Regions from separate parts of the Zea mays genome. Here region 1 is linked to region 2. A link is a contact called in public Hi-C data. All regions are on one chromosome and are shown on one strand. The core of a region is the stretch at or near the end of the contact, and the rest is flanking DNA. Distances in the headings are between cores, read along the strand shown.

Region 1 (5,100 bases), core at 2,341-4,840, 810 kb after region 2:
GCAGAGTTTAACGCGCATCGAAGTCCATGAAGCACAAGATTACCAGTGTTCTGTTTTGATTTTCAAGCACGTGTTCTTAGCACCCTATACTACCATCTTATGTGTTTCAATGTGGTAAAAAAACGTTATAAGATTTATCTTCCTATTCAACGCAATCCATCCTACTTGTTCGAATCATACTCTTCCATATTGAAACACATAAGTTAGAACTGAACATACTGTGAAAGTGAGATATGCCAGTTTTTTGCACTAATTTGTAATGGCAGACCGCTGACATATGTCAACAACACATTGGATAGTGAAAATTAAACGCTAAACATAGGTTCCAATTTCCTTCCCTAGTTCAGAAGAAAGTAATTGTTTCAGTATATAGAGGAAAAGCACAAACACATGGAAGAATTGAAGTAGCCAAGTTACCTGAGAGTACAGGAATGTGCCAAGGATGGCAATGGCAGCTCCCAGTGCATTGACAGGGCGGACAGGCGTGTGGAAGATAATTATAGATGAAACAATCACTGATATACGTTTCATTGTATTGCCAATGCTAAACGTCAATGGAGAGATCTGATCGAGAGACATGTAGGACACCTGGTTATATAAGTGATAGAACACGCTCTGTGCAGCGATCCACCTATAAATTCGACAGTAACACGTTAGGGAAAATATCAATATACATGCAATCATAAAATTAATCCAACATAATATATAAGTCCTCAATAAGGGCAGCACTAAAGTCTACCATGAATATGTCCGGCAGAAGAAAAAATAGTGATATGTCTCTTTTTAATAAAATAGCAAAAATAAAAAAAAACATGAAGAGTGTTTCAAGCCATCTCATGTAATGTGGGTGGAGACCACACTTGGCAACTATGCAAGGAAAACTGTAAAATTCTTGTTTACCAGACAACATTGGGTCCAACTTCTGCAACAGCCTTTTGCCAACCAGCAGCCCACATCTGAGGACCTTCCATAGCTATAGCAAATGGAGTCAGTATGACCAGCGACATTATTGACAGGCAAGCATAGTAATTCATGCCACTGACGAACTTCCCCTTCATGCCCCTCTTCGAGAAGATGTTGCGGAAAACAAATGCAAGGTTGGATATCATAGCACCCATAAATCCTGGAGGGGAGGGCAAATGGTAAACATTATACCTTGGAAACAATTGCAAATATGTCTATGACTCCTATTTTTTTCTCTATCTTAAGCTTAAATCTATTCTACCACATCAAACTTCAAGATAAAAAAGAGGAAAAGGGACAATAGCATGAATCATCTATTAGAGAAGAGGATAAATATACATCTATAACTTTTTCTCCAAATGATTTCTTAAACAGTTACTATTAAAAAAACATGTCTCCATAAGTTCATGGGAGTGCAGAAATCTAGATAAACGTTATATAGTAAAAGAATAATCTCAAGAATTAATTATCTTCAAAAGTAATTGGAACTGACAAACTATTAAGATCCAGTTGATTTTGCTTCTAAAACATAACTTTTACACTAACAGTTCAAATAAAAACCTCATTAATTTGTAAGGAAGAATTAGAACAGGAAGTCAAAAAAGCAATTTTTACTTACCAACCATATTAAAGTTCAGCTCTGTGACAGCAGCTAGAGCACAACCACCAATGATTGGAAGAAGAGAAAGATAGACTGGAACTGGAAACGTCTCCCCAAGGAGGAACTTTGACACCAAAACAGTGAATGCAGGTTCTGCACTTTTAATTATGTGTGTGAATGACACTGCCACCTTAGACATGCTCACTGTCGCAGCAACATGGCCAATTGTATGTGCCACAGCAACCTTCATCAGTTAATCACCAAATTCAGTTACACTTTTCCAGGAAGGTATATAAAATAAAAGAAGAGTTACTGGCACGAAATAAGCAACTCACCGGGAAAAGAACTTTCCAGAAGTCTAGGTCGGTCTTGGGGGCCTCAACAAGACGAGTGGCCCACGAGAAAAGCATCATCGCAGAGCCGCAGGCAAGGGAGAGTGTGGAGGTGAGCCAGGGGTAAGGGAAAGCATTGAGAACCTTCTTGTTGTAAATGTTAAATATCACATTAAGCGCCCACCAGGTCGCGAAATAGATGGAGATCTTTAACCTCTGTGCGCCTTCCAACTGAACTGGCACCACCTGAGTCTTTGACTCCTTGTCATCGGCAGCAGAAGCAGCACAACGGAACTCAAGTGGTTGTCTCCAAGACTTAAGCTCAGAAGTGTGTGGACCATCTAGCGGTGCTAGGTAGAGTGGTTTCAGCGAGGAGACCACATATTTGGAGGGTTTGAGACTAGAGATGGATGGAATTGAATGTAATTTTAAGCGTAGGCTGGAGCCAGAGAAGGCTGCATAGCCAGGAGAGATCCTCACAGAAGGTATCATGCCTTCTGCAGATCAACAAAAAAGAGTTTTAGATGGCAGTATATGAAGTACATATAGAAAGCCACACAAAAGCTTGGACTTTTCCCTAAAGAGTTGGGTAAAAGAAAATTTGATGCTCCTCTGAATTAAACATTCCTTTGAGTTGCAAAAGAATGCATAGCCCTTTACAGAAAGTGGAAAATTTCTACCTAAATTCAGAAATATCAACATGGATGAATTAACTGTATGATTCAACACATAAACCTTCCTTCACTCCACAAGTCATAAGCTTCTAACTAACGAAGACAATACTACACAATTCGACACGGCAAAGCAAGCACCTTCCAAAATCTTGCAGATGAATCCCCCAACGCTAAAGGCTAAAATTGTGGATGAGGACACTGCATCCAGCACATCGTTTTCGAGTTGTAAACTACGACTAAGGGTGCCGCCTTTCTTACCTTTCCTCCTGCAAGGGCCCTACTCACGCAGATTTCACATGCAAATCACCAAACTTTTTCAGACAATACCGACACGCGCAAGGGAAACAAAAAGATTGGTTTTGGATCGTAGTAATTAAAAACAACGGACAAAAGGGGAGGAAGTTGTGCTGTGATGTGGTGCACTCGTGCAGTTGGGCGCTTATGGTGGGCAAGAACTAATATGCAATCAGGTCTTATATGTAAACGTGATTCGTTACATTATTATGATCCAACCATGTATCACGTTTAAACCCTTCCAACAAACCACGATTATGAGGCTCGGTCTGCTTGTATATGAGTTGTGGTGATAGTCACCGGCACAAAACATGGGTGGGGAGGACGGGAAGACAGGCAGCGATTCTAACAGAGACCGACAGCACTACTCCAGCACTGACCGGGGTAAAGATCATTCACCGGCCTAATAACAAAACCATATATTGCAAAAAAAAAAAAAGGAAAACTTTACGGATCAAAACAACGGATCTCACCTTCGCTCCCAACAATCAACCAGGAACACCTCTCAAGATCAAGAAGCGAGACACCTCCACCCGGCTCAAATCACGGCAAACAACAGCACCTCTCGCGAAGGATTCGAGGCGCGGGGGCGGAGCCTCCGATATATGGTGAGCGGGGAGAGCCTCGATTGCACGGCGCGGCCCTTGGAATTTCAGATGGGAATTCGGAGATGGCAAGGAACAGGAGGAGGTGGCACGAGTTCTGGTTCGCCTCCGGCGAGTAAAGGAGCCGGGAAGGTGGCGGCTGGTAGGTGCCGGTGCGTGTTTTATAAAAGCTGGGCTGAAGAGATTCAGGGGCTTTTATGAAAATATGCTTTATAGGGAGACCACGCGACCATCTCCCATTTTAACTCTGCGTCGCTCTTTATTTCAAATTTTACTATGTTCGTACGTCGAAACGGAAATACATAATATAATGGTACTGTTATGAGAAAATGTTTCTTAATATATTTGTGATCCTATCCATACACAAATTTTGTTATTTTAATATAGTTGTTTCACCACTACATTACAATCATCAGTACCGTACAGACTTTTATATATGATATTTAGGTACACGTGTGTTACTATGATTTTTAAATGAATTACCTTGTAATTGATTCAAAAGATCCATAGCTAGTACGTAAGCTTACCAAAGTTTAAGAGAACTTACCCGACAACCAGCCTTCATCATGTGCTTTAAAAGTTAAGGAATTAATACATAAGGAAAACAAAACAGGAACAAGAATTAAAAAATAGTATAAAACATAGATACAGAACGACAAACATCACTATGATATGTAAAAATCTGGACCATTGCATGTTGTTTTCCAAATGGCATATTCGTTACAGAGCAAAATGAGTTTTCGATCAATCCTCCAAAAATTAAATGAAGTCATATTCCAAAAAGACACTAAAACGGCTAATATACTGAACATATAATCGGGTTACACCTCAAATTTCCCAACTAATCTTGCAAAGAACACCATATGTTGCTCCAATGTGAACTTGATGTTCTCGGCCTGTTCAAAATCGAGAAAGAAGTCACAAATCCGTGCAGGTTGATAGTGTGGAGGGTGCTGAAAATCTAAAACATAAGTATGATAACAACTTTGCGAAACCCATGTTGCCCTCCTTCATATTCAACCAAAGCAATAGGCAAACCTTTCTCTTTCAAGGCGTTGTATATTTTATTATTTTGTGTGCCTGATCTGATGGCACAACCTAGAAAACATTAAAGCGGGTGAGAAATTATGCTATAGAAACACCGATATACCACCGAGTAATGTAGCCATGATAAACTTCTGTAAAAAATCACATAACGATGGGTATGAAGGTATAGTTTGCTATTATGTTTTCAATTTTTCAAATAACCTTGTCTCTTCCTCTTTGAAGATACATGCCTGAACGAAGTGAGCTCATACTTGTGCCCAACTTTATAATGCAACACTTGGAGCCCCTCGTCACGATCTGTAAGGCAGCACAAATTAATATGATTGAACAAGATAAATACATCCTTTAAATGATCAAAGAAAAAAAGAGAGAGAATTAGTTGGGAGATTCATACCTAGAGTGCATTTCATGTCATCATCAAACCCAATAATGACAGCATGCTCACACAATCAGTTTTGTGTCATTGTGTATAGTGTTATTCCTAACAAACAACTAACACGACACATATAACCATCAGATTGTGTTATGTGTGTGACAGTTCTACTTACACCTCGGTTTTAACTTATCATTCTTAAGATCATGCC
Region 2 (5,691 bases), core at 458-2,957:
GAGCTTGATGCGCTTCCGCACCACGTACACAAACTGTCCCACTGTGAGGTCGGCGGGGACAAGGTACCTGCATGCAAGCAATCGCATGTTACTTGGAGGCACACAGATGCTGCAAGCTGGTCTTGGCTTGTACCGATAAGCAAGAGTTCCTTCTGAATTGGTTAATGCTGGAAGATGGTAGAAGCAAGGGCCAAGGGATACGCTAATGCAGCAAACAATCAATCTCTAGATGGCAACTTGCACAAGGAACAGACAACAGACTCTTGGTTGGGAGTAGAGATAAACAACTTCAAAGGCATGATTGGCACAACTGCACAAGGGATAATGCCTACATCCAGCAGTTTTGCATTATGAAGAGTTTGACAAAGTCGACGACGACAATCGGTAAAACTACTTTCAGAAGTACAGGGAAAAAAATTGCAATGTCAGGAAAAACCATAAAAGTCAAGAAATGCAATTGAAATAATCTTGAAATGGTTCGGAACTGACTTTTTCTTGTCGATGTCTGGGATGTCACTCCTCTCGGCCTTCTCAACAATGACCTACATTACCCGATTTGGATGAGAACAAAAGCTATATCGTGGAAAATGATCAGAGGGCATGGATAACAATTACTTAAGGCTTACAGGAATTCTATCGGGGTACTTCTCCCTGATGCGGTTAGCCTCAGCTTGCCTCCTTTCTACAAACATAGAACATAGGTATAATGAGAATTCAGACATTTTAAGGCGAAAGGGTACATTTGTATAACCCCCAAGTGTTGAATAAGAACCATGCAATGGTAAGGCATGCACAGGAAACAGACAAACCATTCCGCGGATGTAGGTACAGCCTAAACCTGATAAGATAATGTAAACTGGGGAGTTACAGCTTGAGAACGAGTTCGGAAAAATTTAGCAACGAAGAGCACCAGATGCAAATGATGGAATTTACTAGTTGCTGGAGTCGGTACGAACTGTGCCGGATCATGTTAAGCTGCTACACAACACAGCAAACTGTGGGTGCCACAGCCTATGAATCGCCTAGTGCAGATTACCACGAGCACTCCATCAAAGCTGCAGATTCCCACCACGCCCCCCCCCCCCCCAAACAAAAATAAAACATGTATCCAACCATCACAGGATCGCGAAACGATAGAACAGACCAACCCCCGCCCGCCCCCAACAAAGCTTTGCTTATATAACCTAGGAAATTCAAGGAATCGATTGATTGATAGGTCCGCACGGGGTACCATCTACCAGTACCAGCCAAACAACCGAAACCCTAGCACGACCAATAACAAGAGCTGAAGCCCGGATGAGGAGGGGGGAATCAGGAATCGGAGGGACGAACCGAAGGGGTGCTCCAGCTTGAACGAGCTCCTCGCCATCGCTCCTGCTCCTCTTGGTCTCTCGATCGCTGGCGTAATAGAGAGCAGCTACCTGGAACAGAAAAAACAATCGGGTAGGGTCAGGAGGCGCGGGGAAATCGACAGAAACGGTGGAGGGCGGCAGGCGCTCACGGGATGGATGGATGGAAGGCTGGAGCGGCGGCTGATTGGACGTGGGATTGCCGGCGGAGGGGAAGGCGAGAGGGAAGAAATGGTGGGGGAGGAGTGGGGATTGGGAGTTGCTTGGTTAAATGCTACGCGCACGCAAAGGGTAGCGTACGTCGCTTTGCCCCGCTTCCCACGGGGACGGATGGGGAATGAGGTGGACAGCAGGAGGCTTCTTTGGATTGGATCGCTGGACTGGAATGAATTGCACGGATAAGTCCCGCCAGGCCGCCACCACTCCGCCTCGTTTTCAGTTTTCCTTTGTGTCCCACAAGGGTTAACTATTTCGTTTTTTTCTACTTCGTATTTTTTTGCTCAGCAAAAAGATCTTTCAAATTTCTCAACCAATTTGCATTTTAACGTTTTTTAAAACGAAAATCGGATTTTTTTTACCGAAATCCGTGACGAAATTGGGTATCTTTACTAAAAATGATAATTGAGTTTAAAAAAATTAAAGTTCTGATAGGATTTGTTTGTAATGCGTATGGTTTTTTACATTAAAAACGAATTTCGAATTTCTTGGCCGAAAAACTATAATTCTCGGCGAATTTCATAAATTAAAATTAAATATGGGACATATTAAAAAATATCTATTTTTTCGGCGAATTTCTTGGCCGAAAAACTATAATTCTCAGCTTTTGTTCCCTAGTCTTCAGCGTGTCTCGTACTACACAACTGCCAAAACAGAAGAGCAGAATTTTGATCAGGACAAGTATGATAAATCGGGAAAAAACTCACTTACAATGGATCGGGAAAAAAAACTCACTTCAAACTGCCAAGATGCAAGATCTTGCATGCAGTAGTACCATGCAATCACACTCTGTAGGCTAGAGCAACTACTAGAGTTTGTTATCTACTTCGCTAGACGCCATTTTCAGTGGGAGCTTACTATCGAATCTGTTTAGCTACCATTTTTCTGTTATGAAATGGTTTCGGGTTATGAAGGAAAAATCAGGCCCGGACGGAGGCACGTGCGGCCGGTGCCCACGAACAGGGCCTCAATCCTCCAAGCCCCTAAAATAATAGTCATCAATAGTTTAATCAATACACAGTTCAGTAATTAGCTCAGTAAGGAAAATAAATCAACTAATCTCTAAGCAAATCTTCTTCTCATGAGTCAAATCAGTTGTTTGTATGGTGTCTTTGTCTTTGATCACGACTACATCTCCATTTAAACGTAAATATCGTTCAAGATTTTATTTTTAAAGAATAATACTATCCAAGTAAAATTATACAATACAAAATTGAATAGACAGCTAGACACAACTCTTAATATAATATTTTTATCATACTATTATAGCCTATATTAGTATAGTTCTAGTTTATAGATTGATATTCCGGAATTTTGTATAGGACCTTAGATTTTACTGGCCCGGCCCTGCCTTCACCCATTCTTTCAAAAGACATGTTATATGTATGCATACGCATGAAACCATCTAATTATTTCCTTTTCATAATGATAGCAACAATGTCATGCACGAAGGAAGCCAACAATAGCACACCATAGGCTAAGATGTAGTAAGCTCACAGTAAATACATTTTTTGTAACAAACACAAAGGATCAAGATCAAATGCCATATGCCCAACAAAGAAATGTGATAGCAACCCTAACCTCTTTGGTTCTCAACCACACCATCATGTCAACTTCAAGACCCCTTGTGTTGCCTACCCTCGCCTCCCAACTAAAAAACCAACTTGCATACCCCTTCTACATGCACCGTCCCTTTCCCCTCTAGAGATAGCACGACCCCTTACATCACAGTGTAACTCTCTTCGACATAATCTCTAGTGGACAAACTTTATTTTTGGACACGAGTGCCCCGGATTATGACCGTTTCTAGAAAAGAAGAAATGGAAGAAGCAAGTGTCTGGGCGGCTCAATCATGAATGTCCAGAACTTTCCATACATTATTGTAATACCTCTATTTTGATTGTAAGACGTTTTGGCTTTTCTACATACATTGCTTCTACTATCTATCTAGATATAGTGTATATCCAAGTGCATGGCAAAACTTATGTATGAAGGCACGAGTATTCACTATTCACCCTAAACATATTATTTGTTCTTTTCTTAATCCTCTCAATATTGTATATTAAGGCGAGTCTCAATGGAAGATTTCATGTCCTAGGTTCCCCAGACGTGACACCACAAATGGAACAAGATCTCTCAATTTCAATGCACAGTACAAGCATAGGAATGGATCTACTTCAAAACTAGATAATTAAAGAAATTGTGAAGATAAAGATAGTGTAACTTGCAAGTTACATACTTCCTTGGTAACATGTTTCCCTAGAGACTTTAATCAAGTTCAACATGTTAAGAGTTTCCATGGTTGTTTTAGTTCAGCCAACAAATCCAAAGTGCACATAGCAATACCCTCAATGAGTCAACAGTAGTATAAAAAGGCCACATCAAACGATTCTTTTTTACATATAGAATTTAACAAAAACATATGCACATTTTCCCCAAGTTACAAAAAATGAAAACAAACAGTCACCTAATAATGAAAGTGGACTAACAAACTGGGTCTTGGTTAATAACCAATAATGAATTATACAAACAAGCATTTTCTAACCATTTTTAAATAATCCATTTCCATTCCATGTCAGTAAGCAATATCTACCTTGTAAAGCACATAGAGATACACCGGCGGAAGATTTTTTGTTTAACTTTGACTATCGATGTCTAAAATTTTAGATAGATTAACATTAATATATTCATTATATAAATTACTTTATAATATAGTATGATTCTTGTCATTTAAGATGAAAAGATATTGCAAGTAAAAAGTTTTAAAAATGAGTTAGGAAAAAACCAGATGGACTTATATTGGTGATCAAAGGAAGCAATAACTTAACACCCACAGGCTAATGATTCGTTTGAATGTCGATATTGGAGGACATGGAATTGAATTGGGTTCAATACCAAATCAACCATGGTATTGAAATGAGATGCAATTCCAATTCTATTGTTTAGATGTCACTGTATTGAAGTTTGGAATTGTGTGATCTAATTCAATGCAATACAGAGGGGTGATGCTTTGTATTGAAAGAGGGAGCTTCCAAATATATTCCAATACTAGGGAATTAGGTCCTTGATTCCAAATCTCAAATCCATATGCAACCAAACAACAAAAATTAAGAAAACCGATTCTAATTTCCAATTCTATGCACCAATATCTACATGCAAATGGGATATAAGAGATTTTTCCTGGCCATATACTATGTCCATAGTCATATGGTACAAGTTCAAGCTATACCCAAGAAAATGTAACAACATCACAAGCCAATTACAAGAAGTTGTATACAATGTATCCCACTATATACATGTATCAATCAGAAAGTGGAGACGAATCTAGGGTGTGTTTGGTTCGGCTTTTGACTTTGACTTTTGTCCCCTAAAAGCCAAAAGTCAAACCAAAGGGCTGGATCCAGGAAGCAGCTTTTTCTAAAAGCCGACTTTCTTGCAATGTAAAAATAAAAGCACCCTTGGACATGCTTTTAGTGGCTTTTAGATAGAACTGTGAAAACATATATCAAAGAACTTTTAACGATTTTAGTGGTTTTGACCAAACAGTTTTAGCTTTTTAACAGCTCACAGCCCACAGTAGCTTTTTCCACAGCTCACAGCCCACAGTAGCTTTTTCCACAGCTCACAGCCCACAGCAGCTTTTTTCACAGCCACAGCCCAACCAAACAGACCCCTAACCAGTCACACCTAAAACACGAGCAATCACTTGAGACAAGTCACATAGGAATTGAAGAGAGAAGGCATAAAGGTGGCCATACTTCGATGGGTCCGCTTCTTGTAGAGGATGCGGTAGCCCCACTCACGGCACTGGATCACATCTGTCGGCTTCAGCGTGTTCTCAGCTCCACAATCTGAAACAAAAGCAGCTTTCGTTCACATCAGAATATGGACGAGGAATTCAGTACTTTACTTGATTAAGATGAAACCAAACATTCCCACAATTATGGGAATCACTAAAACTTGTAGATTTGACCTGTATTTCAGGCATCAAAGCTTTTCTAATTTCTCGGATTGAAAAGCCCTTTGTTCGAGAAGCTGCTCATACATGTCTACATGTTAAAATTCTAGGATCACTTGCAGTCCTCTTATACAACATCGATATGTAATCTCAGAAGAAAACCGCCAA

What was found. Hi-C and Micro-C count contacts between places; a contact is called where the count stands out from the background.
Region 1: a Hi-C map of ear shows a contact between it and region 2, with 2.5 times the contacts expected there. The contact joins the promoter of LOC100193334 here to the promoter of LOC100240698 in region 2. A contact is called at or near these places in 2 of 25 Hi-C or Micro-C datasets (ear and endosperm).

Annotation. Positions count from the first base shown.
Region 1 is chr4:30,754,243-30,759,342 of Zm-B73-REFERENCE-NAM-5.0, forward strand. LOC100193334 (Glucose-6-phosphate/phosphate translocator 2) reads right to left here and starts at 3,591. Exons shown (of 6, transcript NM_001138470.1): 1 at 3,338-3,591; 2 at 1,900-2,393; 3 at 1,583-1,808; 4 at 901-1,123; 5 at 418-631. The coding sequence starts at 2,388.
Region 2 is chr4:29,949,359-29,955,049 of Zm-B73-REFERENCE-NAM-5.0, forward strand. It overlaps LOC100240698, which reads right to left and starts at 1,708. Exons shown (of 6, transcript NM_001144024.1): 1 at 1,502-1,708; 2 at 1,333-1,421; 3 at 627-682; 4 at 490-542; 5 at 1-67. The coding sequence starts at 1,369.